3 separate regions of the Mus musculus genome follow, and regions 2 and 3 are each linked to region 1. Evidence: chromatin contacts called from public Hi-C and promoter capture Hi-C data. All regions are on one chromosome and are shown on one strand. Each heading gives the region's core, a stretch centred on a gene start, on an enhancer-like site or on the middle of the called end of the contact. The rest is flanking DNA. Distances are from core to core; before and after follow the strand shown.

Region 1 (4,420 bases), core at 1,314-3,813:
GTGGAGGGAACACAGTGCAGCAGAGATGTCTACCTCATGGCAGCCAGGAAGTGCAGAGATGAGCTTGGACATCACAGCATGTGGCATGGACTAACAAGTGTGTTTTTCACTGTTTAACCACACTCCCCAAAGAACTAACCAGTAGGGCAGCCTTGTCTGTGACGGGTAAGGGGAACTGTCAGGAAGACAGCTATCTGTCACATCACCTCCAATCAGTCACTTTTCTTCAGGTTTACAAGGGTCAGGAATGCCTGCTGACACCTGGATGTCACACCATCAAGAGAGTAGACAACCAAGAAAACAGATGACCATCTTGTGTCCATGTGACTAGGGCTAAAAGTTGACTCCTCAGAAATCCCGCATGTTCTGCACAGCATCACCTCTGAAGAGATGGAACAGGGGTGTCACCTTTGATTCGAGGCTTGTGCCCAACAAGCCTTACTCTTCCTATCAGTGTCCATGGCTCCAGAGGGGGCATGGGGCTGCGCCTGTCAATGGTTCTACATAGCTGGCTCCTGCTGCTGCTCTAACCCTTGGCTCAAGACAGCAATACCCAGTCCCATAGTAATAGACAGCACGTGCTGAATAAAAGATTCATCTTTTGTTCTTAAGCCTAATTACGGGACATAAAGACTTACCTGTGCATATGTGGTGGGCGTTTGTGTGACTACATGCATGAGTGCCTTGGTACATGTGTGGAGGTCAGAGAGCAACCTCAGGCACTGGTCCTCACATGTCACCTTGTTTGTGACAGGGTCTCTCTTTCGTTGTTCACTGGGTACACCAAGCTGACTGTCCCCTGAGTTTCCAGATTCTCCTGTCCTGCTGTAATTGCAGATGCACTAGACTCTCACTTGGATTTTATGTGGGCTCAGGGAATGAGATCTTAGTTCCTCAGACTTACATGGCAAGCATTCTGTCCAGAGCCATCGCCTCTATCAATTACCCTCCCACTCCCCTTAAAAGATTGTATAGTGTGAATATGTCCACGTGAGACCAAGGGCCTGTGGAGACCAGAAAAGGATATCCAATCTCCTGGTGCGGAGTTTCAGGCAGTTGTGAGCTATCCAACAATGGTGCTGAGAGCTGAACTTGGGTCCTTTGGAAAACCAGTACGTGCTCTCAAGCGCCGGGCCATTTCTCCAGTTCTACCAGTACCCTTTCTGAATCCACTCTGAAAGTCATTTCCTGACATGGGACCTGAGAGTCATGAACAATAATTTTGTTCTCAATCTATGGTCAGTATGACTTCAAACTCTTTTCCCTTCATAGATGTTACTTTGTCCCTGTGGCCTATACATAATTAACTTCTCACTCCTTTGCAGTCTGCATTCTGAGAGGTTTAAAAACACAAAACCAAACAAAAACCAATCGAGAGCTCCGTAAGGGATAGAACTGTGCACGGACCGTCTTGCTATCTCCTTGCGTGTGTATGGAAAAAAGTGGGGCTCAAGAAATGTTTACTGAGCTGAACCAAATTCACGATACTCCCCTATCTCTCCTCAGCACACTTCCTATTACGTGTTATTTTCAGAAGCCAGCTGTTTCTTTAGCTCCACCCAGAGCTTCCTTTGAGTCAAAACACAAAGAAAACTCATACATTTATATCTTTTGCTATCCCATCTTTAAACAATGTCAGTTGGGTGAAAAAAAAAATCTGCCTTCATAATATGGGGAAATCAATAGCCTTCTGAATCAATCATCTTAAAAGCCAAATCATCAAAAGGTAGCAATAAATTCAAGCAGAATTTGGATGCAGCTAGCACGGGCATTTAAATTCCTTGTTGGCAAAGGATTTTTATCTCCCTCCTTTGATGAATGGCATCAACTTGTAACTCCTGATCAATCCGGTGGAGGCCGAGAGGATGCAGAGATAAAAACTGCCTTTAGTGAGGCCAAAGTTCAAGAGGTAGGCTAAACCCATTCACACCCATAAAACAGTCATACCTCGTACACACGTAGGGACCATTTCCTCTTTGTGCTGACTCACAGCCTCACAGCCAGAGAATATTTTTTTCTCAAAGGTGAGGGAAGACTCTCTAAGCTGGGGAGCCCCAACTCGACTCCATTCATGCACCTGCTGCCTCCCGGGCCTTGCAGCACCCGGCAGTCTGCGCAGCCCAGAGGTGACAGGCGCCCATCAAGCAGGGGCGACCCAGGGTCAGGCCTGGGGACCCCGACCCCCGACCCCCGACCCGGGCCCGGCTCCCGCACATGCGCACCTCTGGAAGACCCCCGCATCCAGGGCGGCGCGCAGGACCCAGCCAATGAGCGGAACCCCCGCCAGGCGCTTGATGTTCTTCAGTGGGATGCCTTTGCTGCCGCCGCGGGCCAGCACCAGCGCTGCCAGGTGCGGCGGCTTCTCTAGGCCGCGCCCCGCGCCCCGGCTGCGCTGCAGCTTCGGGGGCCGGCCCCGGGACGGCCGTCCACGCGGGGCGGGCCCCGACGTGGCGGCCCCCTTCTCCAGCGCGTCCATCTTCCTCCCACGCCGCCGCTCCAACGTCTCCACATCCGGGAGCTCGGCCCCGCCGACTCCACTCGGTACCGCCCGCCTGCTGTGGCAGCTGTAGGCCACGCCCACGGCTCCGCCAGCCCCGGGGCACGCTGGGAGTTGTAGTTCCCCGCGCCGTCACCCTGCAGTGGGGCCGGCCAGGTGAGCTCAGAGGAGCCTCTAGTTGAATGGCGCTTTGTGCAGTGTTCAATAATGTCTGGAGATTTCTAAAATAAATGAGAATTAGTCCTCCTCCACTCATCTCCTCCTCTCCAGCCTCTTTCCGTTTTCCCATTTCTTCCTCCCCTTACACCTTCCTCCATTTCTTCCTTCTTCCCTTTTTTTTCCCTCTCCAACCACTCCCCATCAACATACTAGGTAACTTCAGGTCATGAGAAGCTGAGTCGGGTTTACTGGGCAACAGCCCCTAGCCATAAAGAATTGCTTAGTCCCAGCCTAATTGTTTCACAAACAATATTTTGGGCTCTCAAACAGTATGAGAGAGAGAGAGAGAGAGAGGGAGAGAGAGAGAGAGAGGCAGACAGAGAGAGAGGCAGAGAGAGGCAGACAGAAAGAGAGACAGAGACAGAGAGAGAGACAGAGAGAGAGAGAGAGACAGAGAGAGAGAGAGACAGAGAGAGACACACAGAGAGAGAGAGAGAGAGAGAGAGAGAGAGAGAGAGAGAGAGAGAGAGAGAGAGAATGTCTGTAAATGGGCTCAACCTGCAACAGCAGAAAGCTTGGGGCCCCTCGCTGTTGCAATAAATCAGTCTCAACCTGTGGGGATCAAGGTCTATCTTCTCTACCTCACTTTTCTTACAGTTATCATCATCCTCTTTTCTTACAGTTATCATCATCCTCTGCTTTGCTCTCTGACTGGAGCTAGCCTTGAACTCACTATATAGTTCAGATTAGCCAGGAACTCATGACATAGCTCAGGGTGGCCTGGAACTTGAGGCAATCTGGCTGAGCTGCCACTCCCAAGGAATGAATGAATGAATGAACTGAAGACCCTCCCCACTTGGAAACTTCTTAGTCCATACTATAGCATGGATCTATTTTATGATTTAATGCTTTTATATTAAACATCAATCTTCCTATGCTCCTGATTCATCTCCCTCTCCAAGAAATTGCCCCATTTTAATGTCCTACAGGTGCCTCGAACTCAACATTTTAAGCCATCGTCCCCCTCCCATGGGCTTGGCATTCCCTGCTAATTCAGCCAACAGTGTTACCTTCTGCTGGTGTGTCAGCTTTATTAATCCCTTCCAGTGTAGTGCACACCTGTTCCCTTCTAAAAAAAAAAAAAAACTTTTAAAAAGTTGTCTGATAAAATATATTCCTTTGAGAACCCACTGCCTCTCCCCAGGTGCGGGTGGGGTGTAAACACACATTCTTTTCATAGTAACAGTGTGTGACAATCTTGGCCCTTGAAATGTCCTATCTTCCTGAACACAGCTACAAGTCTTTCCAGACTCCTGTGAGAACAAAAGATCCTTCTCTTGTTGAGTTTTTGGATGTTAAAAGACTGTGTAAGTCTGAAGCCTGGGAGTAAAGGGGTGGAGAGATTTGGTATTCTGGAAGAGCCAGGGGGTCTACACTCACTCTGAAGAAAGCCAACCCAAGATATACAGAGAGGAGAGACACTGTCCCCTTTCAACCAAGAAGGGAGCTAATATTGACAGTACTGGACACTTTCACCAAGTCCTTTCTAAAGTGGATCCAAGTTGGATTCTACTGTTCTTTGCCTATCAGCCTTAGAGACACAAAGTCTGGAACAGCACTGGGTGGAAACATTGTTGTCATACGGAGCTAATTCAAACTCAAAGCCTGAAGGAGAAGGAGGCTCTTTGTTGATTTAGCCTTGAGCTGAAGACAGCTGCTGGTCCCATTTCCCACAGTGCCAAGTCAGCAGGAGCTACCCTTGTT
Region 2 (4,420 bases), core at 1,292-3,791, 4.3 Mb before region 1:
TGAATCTGAGGCCTCAAAATTCTAGGCTAGTGCTATCCCTCTAAGACACCTTTCCCCTACTCTTTCTGGTTTTGCTACATTATCCAGGCTGGCCTGGAATTCACTCTGAAGGCCAGGAAGAATTTTAACTTGGAATCTGCCTGCTTCAGCCTTCCAAGCAGCTGGGGCAACAAACCCTCTCTACAAGCCCTGACTTGTCCCCCAGGCCACTTGGGAAAGATGGGTGAAGTGGAAAGGAATGCATCTTCAAGCCATAAGAGGGGGAAATTGAACAGTACGAGTTGGTTTTTGTCATTCCTTCAACCACTGACATGGTAGATGCCTTACATTTGAAGTTATAAGTTACAGATTATTTATTGTAGAAAGCCAATACTGTACTGTACACCTTTAGTCCCAGCTCTCTGAAGGCTGGAAGGCAGAGGATGGCAGACCCTCATGCCTAGGAGTTCAAGACCAGCCTGAGGAACATACCAAGATAAAGGAAAACCATCTGAACATATGCAGGAGGGTATATATATATATATATATATATATATATATATATATATATATATATATATATATATATATGCGCTAATGTATATATGCATAGGTGTATATGTAGGGTTTATATGTACATGCTAAAGCTACCCACAAGGGACTCAGGCATCCAGACCGGGGAGTCTGAGGCATCCCAGATAGACAACAGACTTGGAGAGACAAGGGTACGCCCATTCTGTAGCTGACCGCTCCAGGCTCAAGTTTTGGGTCAAAGATGATTGCCGTCTTAGAAGGAAATAAGAAACAAAAGTGAGGATGAAAAGAGAAGAGAATCCTCTCTGGCAAATCCCTTACACCATCCTAGGGAGAGGGGATGCACGCTCTCCTACCCAAGTGAGAAGGATCCAAAGTCACTGTCAGCAACAACAAAAATTTCTGAAGCCAGAATTACAAGTTACTGCTAGTGTCTCCGTAATTCGGGTCAGACAAGTTAAAGAAAAGCGAAGGAAAAACAACCGTTATCTTTCCCAATAGCCTTCTCTGCAAGCCGGTCTAAGGCAGAGAAACCATTCTTACCTGGGGCCTGCACCTGAAAGAAGACCACTAGGCTAGCTGACACAGTACTCGTCTTCTTCCTAGCAAGCCCTGGGCTCCCTGGGAACTCCGCCAGAGGCGACAGGCCAGCAGCACTAAGCAAGATGCCATCGCCTCTGGCCAGCAAACACCAGGGCAATGAATGAAGGGTGCAGACACCCCCTTTGCACTTACCGCTTCTGGTTCATGGAGGCCACCTGCAGCCACTCGTTGGTGATGGGATTGTAGGAGTGTGCGGCAGAGATCTCCTGGCTGGTGATCCTGTAACCACCCACGATGAAGAGGTAGTTGTCCAAAATGGCTGAGCCGTAGCCCCTGACGTTCACCAGGTCGGGGGGCAGGTTGTTGGCCAGGGGGAACCAGCGCTCCGTGGTCTCCTCGTACCTAAGCATGGACGGGGGTTCCCCCTGATACGGGTGCGGGGCAAGGGGTCCCCCGAGGAAGTCCCCCAGGGCCACCAGGACCGGGGTCCCGCGCATGCGGGCCTCCCTCAGCCTCTGCTTCAGGCTGCAGTCCCCGGGGGCCTGCGGCGGCGACAACAGTAGCGGGAATTGCGGCTGACACAGCACCTGGTGGAAGCGCAGCACCATGAAGCGCAGGCAGGCGTCCTGCAGGTCGGGCAGTCCGTACACCTGCGCCAGGCGGTACAGCTCCAGGCAGTTGCCCAGACGCACGTGCGACAGCAGCAAGCGCAGAAGCGCCGTGACCTGCAGAAAGGACGCGGCCTCCACCATCTCGGACAGCACACTAGCCTCGGCCAGCTCGTCCTCGCTCAGGCCCCAGCCCTCGCGCGCGCCGCCCGCGTTGATGAAGTCCAGCACCAGCCGCAGGCCCGGAGCGCTCAGGCCGCGCAGCTGCTGCACCTCCGGGCCCACCTCGGGCCGCACGGCCTCGCGCATGCCGGAGCGGTAGAGCGCGCGGAAGTAGTCGCTCTGTTCGATCAGCTTGCTCTTGCTCACCGGGTAGCAGCGGTCTTCCAGGCGGATCTGCACCATCTCCTCGGCCGACATGGCTGGGCCGCTGCGCCCCGCCGCTCGGCCGCTCAGGCTCCTCCCCCGGGCGCACAGCCTCCGCCGAGCCCGGCCTGCGCTCTCGCTTCCTTCCTTCCGCCGCCGCGGGCCGCGGGCCCCGGGCTCAGCCCCGCCGGTGCGTCACACGCCCTCCGAGTAAACGGCCTCTCTGATCTTTAATCCATGTGTCTATGTGGGTTCCTCCGCTACAATGCAGGTGCCAGGAAGCCAAAGGCGGCAGATCACCCTGCAGCCTGAGGTAAGGGCGGTTGTGAGCTGCCCTACGCGGAAACGGAGCTCCTGTCCTCCGCAGCAGGAGTGTGCACTCTTAACCACTGTGCATTTCTCCAGCACGGTGTTGTTAGGAAACAAACAAACGCGTCGGTTCGCGGTGCTCGCCCCCTACGCACAAGTCACCGTACTTGATCTTCTGGTGTTTCCCGCAGCCCCACAGTCCCTGTGTGAGTTTTCCTGGGCCAGTCAGTACTGCGAGGTTTTAGATCCGCGGGGTGGTTCCAGAGTGGACTAACGGATTACTAGGGCTAAGCAATTTATTAGAAGAGTTATTAACTCCATGGACAAGACAGACAGATAGGAAGGCAGGCAGTGGCATGGTTCAAACCCCAGCACCAAGACAGCAGAGTCTCTGAGCAGCAAAAAGGGCAGGTGGGTGGAGAGGATGCGGAGATGGGGATGCGGAGATGAAGATGCGTCAGAGCTGTCCCCTCTGGGTAGCACTTGCCCGCTCTCATCCCTATCTACCCCACCACCACCATCCCATCATAGCTGTTAGGAAAGAACATTTTCCTATGTTCCCTGGCGGGACGCTTGGTTAGAAGGCTGGATCCCAAAGGCTGTAATGAAGCGATAGTGTCTGCCCTGGTACCCATGGTGCCCTGCCTTGCATTCCCCAGCATTACTGTGTCCGTCGGCTGCTTCACAGAGAGAGGGCTGTCGGCCATTATATTCTGCAGAATACACACAAAGGTAAGGAACTATGAAGTACAGAAAACATTCTAGCAGGATCCGGCCTTCCCATGGGAAAGAGACACAACACATGGACCTGAGGCTTGCTATGCCTTACTTTCTTGGATACTCTGAGAAACTTGGAACACAGCCCCGTGATTGACAGGCCTGCAATCATTCCTGGCAGGCTTCCGTTCCCCATCTGTCACTCTCAGTGTTTGGGGTATGAGGAGGGTTTCAGGTGAGGGGCCAAGGATTTAGTAGATTCTACAGCAAGGCAAAATGCCACAGCTACCATTAGACATCAGGCTGGGGGCTTCTGGGAGGGCTGACTTAAAAAAGGCTGGACCTGGATCTGTCTGCGCCTCCATCAGCAAGGCAGGATTCAGTGAGTCACCAGAAGAACAGGCTCTTAGTCTCTGGCTCTTTAGAATCTTTACCAATGGAAGCTTTTGTTTCCAGACCAACTGGTATTCTCTTGCCTTTTAAAACAAACCAGAAAGCCAACCTTTGAGAATGATTCTCATTAGAGAGGCAATTCAACCCTGGTCACATTACCACAGTGAGGTCAGCTGGACTGCAATCTGAAGTGGTACCTGACAATACTGGGCACCGCTCCTGCAAGATTTTAACCCCTGGCCATACGATGGGGCATCTTAAAAGATCCAATAACTTCAGTAAACCACACAGTGTTCTAAAAAGCTGGGCATAAAGACAAATACATATAAACTTCTTTGTTACAAAGTATTTAAGCTATAGTAGTATCAAGGCTTCATGAACACGTTGTTTAATGTCATCATTGAGTGGATGAAGCTGTCATTGATCATTAAACACTGACAATTGGTGCTCAGGGTCACAGCCCTAAGGGGCTCACTGCTGTTGCTTTGCTAAATGGATATGCTATCAAGTTACCTTCTGAATACTTACGTTCATAGCCACAGATCAGTGCTGCTCTCCATCCGCCTTGGCCCAAGAAGTCTCTGTCTGTAGTGGGCAGACAGCTCATCAAAGTGCTGAGAACAAGGGACTGGGTGTTCAGCCCTAACCGGACTTCTATAGCAACCTCTCCCCACAAGCTCAGGGAACTACTTGGAAGAAGGGGCTAAAAGAGCATAAAGGTGGGAGAGTGGGGAGGATTTGCTGTGGAATGTGTGTCTTTTGTACGGGAAGAGGAGATCACACTGGTGAGCTCTCAGAACTATGGTCTGCACTAGATAGCCAACAAGAAGAATGGTCAACATTCCAGCAAGGTTACCAAAAAAAGAAGAAGAAGAAGAAGAAGAAGAAGAAGAAGAAGAAGAAGAAGAAGAAGAAGAAGAGGAGGAGGAGGAGGAGGAGGAGGAGGAGGAGGAGGAGGAGGAGGAGGAGGA
Region 3 (4,420 bases), core at 541-3,040, 3.9 Mb before region 1:
AGAAAGACTTGTAAAATTACAAAAGTATTTTCTTGGGAGAGGTTGGCTGGCAGCCCAGGGAATCTTTGCAAAACAGAATGTACCTTGGTGACTTCATCAACATTTAAGAGATAGCCCCTCAACTTTAAAACTACTTTATTTACACAGAATAGACTAGTCTTCCCACTAGTAGATACACAATTTCAATGTACTCTCAAAAATGATGAATTACCAAGAAGCCTTGTTATAACATTCCTGTTTAAAAAACACTGTCCAGAGAACTAGGTATTTAGATTTTTTTTTTCAGCAGGCATATACTGTGTAGGCTCTTCTACATCAAACTACAACCAGAATGACACTAAGAGATTTTAATTACCAATGGAAAACTGTTGCACTATTTTTGTTGTTGTTGTTTTGGTTTGGTTTTTTTTTTTCGAGACAGGGTTTCTCTGTGTAGCCCTGGCTCTCCTGGAACTCACTCTGTAGACCAGGTGGCCTTGAATTCAGAAATCCGCCTGCCTCTGCCTCCCAAGTGCTGGGATTACAGGAATTAAAGATGTGGGTCACCATTCCAGGCTCAGTATTTAGTTTTCCATTCATGTACAATTAAGCCAGAATAACAGCCAGAGGCGACAAAGTTAGAGAAGCTAGCAGTTTTCAGGAGCTTTTGTTGTAGATTTTGATTACTGGGCTGTTTTTTTTTTTTGTTTTTAACGCCAATCTGGTCTCCACAGTGTGCAGGTCAGCCAGAGCTACACAGTGAGACCATCTCAAAACAAAACAAAAATCCCTCTTGTGTACATTCACTGTTCTGTGGTACTGTGCTGTAAGAGCTTCACTCCACCTATAAGAGCCTCTTAGGGAAGATCGTAAAGCAGACTTAAACAAATGCAAAGAAACGGAGAGGCCAGGATCTGGCCTCTTCTAGACGTTACTCTCCAACCATTGGTGCTGGAGTCGCCAAGAGCGGAGGGAGGAGTGAAGGCCTACAGAAAGCAAGGCAAGCTCACGCCCTGGTCACTCATACACCAACCTACAAACACTCAACACTTTGTTGTGGTCTTTTGTGTTTTGTTTTCTGAGATGGGCTATCAAACTGGAGCTCAGGCTGGCCCGGAGCTCGCTGCAATCCTCCTGTCTCAGCCTCAGAGGTGGAATCACAGGAGAAATCCGTTTGGCAGGTTGAAATTGAAACGCGAGGGAGGGATACACACAAAAGTGCTTAGGCGTGTGCTGCCCCACAAAGGAAGTTCTAGAAGCATCCCTGGAACTTGAGTACTCGCTTCCTGGCTACCTGGCCGCAGACCTTGAGTCTCCTCAGGAGAGGCCGTCGTCGGGTCCCCTCCTTATTAGCGGCCACTCGTTCCCTTCCTCAAGTTCGCACCTCACCAGAGGCCCCGGGTCCCATGGCTCTCAGGAGAGACTGGCAGGTCCCACATCCTCTCAGGAGAGACCCCCGGGTCCCACCTCCCTTAGGAGAGACTGGCGGCTCCGACCTCCCCTCAGGACAGGCCCCCGGGTCCCGCCTCCCCTCAGGACAAGCCGCCCGGCCCGGTCTCCCCTCAGGACAGGCCCGTCTCCTCAGACCCCGCCCTGTGGACTACGTGAGACCCAGGCCTCACGGGGTGCGCCGCCCGCGGCGACCTCAATCTGCGCGCTCCCCGGGGCCTTGCCTCGCCCCTTCCTCCTCTCTCCGCGTCAGGAAAGCAAGGCTGGCGAGCAGAGGAAAGCCCTCACCGAGTTCACAGCGTCCTGCAGCTGAGTGAGTCTATCCGCCATGTTCACCACGCACGCAAGGGTGCGCAAAAGCTGCTAGAGCGCGAGCGATTGGCCAATTTATGACGCCTCCGGACCAATCACAGGCCTTCCTCCTTGAGGGGCGTGGTTAAGGAAGCATGCTGCCGGGGAGGGGCGGGGCCAGCCTGCGGGCCTGCTGACGTCAGGCGGGTGGGATCCAGGGCTGGTGTGGGGGAGGAGGGACGCGTGCAGGCTGAGCTGCTACGGGTTCGCGTTTACGCTGGACCGAGCCTGTGAAGGGAAGGTGCTTCCTCCATTCTGTCTGTTAGCTCTGACGAGGCTATGCCTCACGGTGTAGTCCTGGCTGGCCTGGAATGTGTTTTGTTTGTGAGGGGTTTTGTTTTTGTTCGTTCGTTTCTTTGTTTTGTTTATCTGGAACACTTGTTTTCCTTTGCTTTTACTTTGCAGGTATACCACAAAGCATACTCGCAGCCCGCCATTCACAACATTTAAATTCGAGAAATTAACATTCTCCAGGAAATCAAAATGGCTAGAAAAGGGTGGCTAATTAGTTTGGGGCAGGAGGTGCTTACCCAACTGGAGACTAGATTAGTGCTTTAATTCTGAGTGGGAGTGCCTGGGGGAAATGGAAAGCATTAAACAGCTCTGTGATGAGGAACGGGTGATAAGTAAAGTGAAAAGGAGGAAGAAGAGCATTTGAAGGTAGGAGGTGCAAACTCTGTAGACCAGGCTGGCCTCGAACGCAGAAATCTGCCTGCCTCTGCCTTCCAAGTGCTGGGATTAAAGGTGTGCGCCACCACGCCCGGTCTAGGCAGGTTCGATCTTAAGAAAGATCAGCTTCAGAATGTAAATTTAGAACTGGGGCTTCCTGACAGTTTTCCGTGTGAAGGGTGATAGCAGAAAGGTCATTTCTGTTAGCCTGGGGATATTCTGATGGGAAGTGAGTCCTGAATCTGCAAATACCTGGTTTGTGGAACTCAGACAAACTGTTTATCATAGTTTCCAAGATGATCATTTCTGGAGTTGGAGGTGGGTGGGTATGTGAGCCTGTTTTTTGTTGCTACAACTGAATAGCACAGACAAGCAATTACAAAGAACGTTTACTCCCTACAGTGTTCTGGAGGCTGGGAAGTCCACTATCAAGGTGGACTGTCATCGTGAGAGAGCCTTCTTGGTGAATCCTAACAGAGGAGGACATAACAGATGAGGAGGTTGGGAGGTATCCACCAGAGAAGACTCCTCAGATGTGGTTTAAGCCAACAGATAGTCATGATTAGCCAGCCATCGACTATACTGGGTATTCAGGATCCCAGCCTTCCTCAGGGTGAACTTTCTAGCACAAAATTCGTATCTTGAGTTGACATGACTCAGTTAACAAAAATAGTTGGGTAGAAGTGTAACTACAGAAACCAAAAAGCAAGGTTAGTACATTTACAGACTTTCCCAGAACTATGGACTTTGATATGGACTTTTATTTTCGTTTTGGCAGGTGGTGCTGCCTACATCCTCAGTTTTATGATACTTCATCGTAGAGTAAGTTGTGCTAAAATCCGGGCCTGTTACAAGGCAGGGCAAGAGAGCACACGTCAATCACATTATAGCCCATCAACATGAATGGGCCCTTAAGGGGACCTGAAGATCCCAGTCACTTTCCAAAGGTCTCAAATCCTAGTAACACATGACTTTGGGATTTAAAATTCTAGTAGATGGAATGGCATTTTGAAATCGAGGAAATAATTTTGAGGATCTCAGCTTCTGGGATATTTTTTCCCACTCGTCTATAGGAAGTTCCACTTGTGTTTCACATCTGTCTTCATTTCCACCAACAGTGTACTTTACCACTGTGGTCAAACTGGGAACCTCCACAGGTCTTGCACTTCCTCTTACAAATGAAATTGACAGTTAGGTTTGGTAGCACTTGCCTTTAATCCCGGTACTTGTATCTCTGAGTTTGAGACTAGCCTATTCTATACATCACGTTCCAGGGCAGCCAGAGCTACATAGTGAGACCATGTCTAAAAAAACCCCAAAAATCTGGATGGGTTAGTGCACATCTTGCACACAGACATACACACAGACAAAACTCCCCTATATAAAATAAATTTAAAAAATTTCTCTACACAAAAGCAAAAAAATAAAAGAGCAGACAGAAAAGAATGAAAACATTTTAAAATTATTTATTGTGTGTGTGCATTATGTTTGTGTGTGTGATATGTATGTGTGTATATGTCACAACGTGCATGTGAAGGTCGTAGAACATTGTAGAATTGTTCTCTATTATAGGTGAGTCTTAGGGATTGGACTTGGGTTGTCAGGCTTGTTCTGCAAACACCTTTACATGCTGAGCACCCGTGCCATCTTGGTTAAACACTTCTGAAAGAACACTTAAAACAGATGGTTACTGATAGGCTGCAACTTATCCCACTTGGTAAAGAGTCTGAGGTTGCCAGCCCCATAGAAGAGAGCTGCCTGAAGTACAGGAGCCACCTCAAGACATCCTATGCTGCAATGGGGCCTCCTCAAGACAACCCATGCTGCAATGGGGCCTCCTCAAGACATCCCATGCTGCAATGGGGCCTCCTCAAGACATCCCATGCTGCAATGGGGCCTCCTCAAGACAACCCATGCTGCAATGGGGCCACCTCAAGACATCCCATGCTGCAATGGGGCCTCCTCAAGACAA

What was found. Promoter capture Hi-C pulls out the DNA fragments that hold promoters and counts their contacts. Hi-C and Micro-C count contacts between places; a contact is called where the count stands out from the background.
Region 2: a contact with region 1 is called in a Hi-C map of CD4 T cells, with 5 times the contacts expected there. The contact joins the promoter of Klhl42 here to the promoter of Cmas in region 1. A contact is called at or near these places in 1 of 39 promoter capture datasets (pre-B cells) and 1 of 484 Hi-C or Micro-C datasets (CD4 T cells).
Region 3: a promoter capture Hi-C map of pre-B cells shows a contact between it and region 1. The contact joins the promoter of Med21 here to the promoter of Cmas in region 1. A contact is called at or near these places in 1 of 39 promoter capture datasets (pre-B cells) and 1 of 484 Hi-C or Micro-C datasets (CD4 T cells).

Annotation. Positions count from the first base shown.
Region 1 is chr6:142,754,829-142,759,248 of GRCm38.p6, reverse strand. It overlaps Cmas (cytidine monophospho-N-acetylneuraminic acid synthetase), which reads right to left and starts at 2,563. Exons shown (of 8, transcript NM_009908.2): 1 at 2,223-2,563. The coding sequence starts at 2,476. It overlaps LOC115490443 (a long non-coding RNA gene), which reads right to left and starts at 1,941. Exons shown (of 2, transcript XR_003956544.1): 1 at 639-1,941; 2 at 1-382.
Region 2 is chr6:147,089,196-147,093,615 of GRCm38.p6, reverse strand. Klhl42 (kelch-like 42) reads right to left here and starts at 2,541. Exons shown (of 3, transcript NM_001081237.1): 1 at 1,249-2,541. The coding sequence starts at 2,084.
Region 3 is chr6:146,639,949-146,644,368 of GRCm38.p6, reverse strand. It overlaps Med21 (mediator complex subunit 21), which reads right to left and starts at 1,790. Exons shown (of 4, transcript NM_025315.3): 1 at 1,717-1,790. The coding sequence starts at 1,758.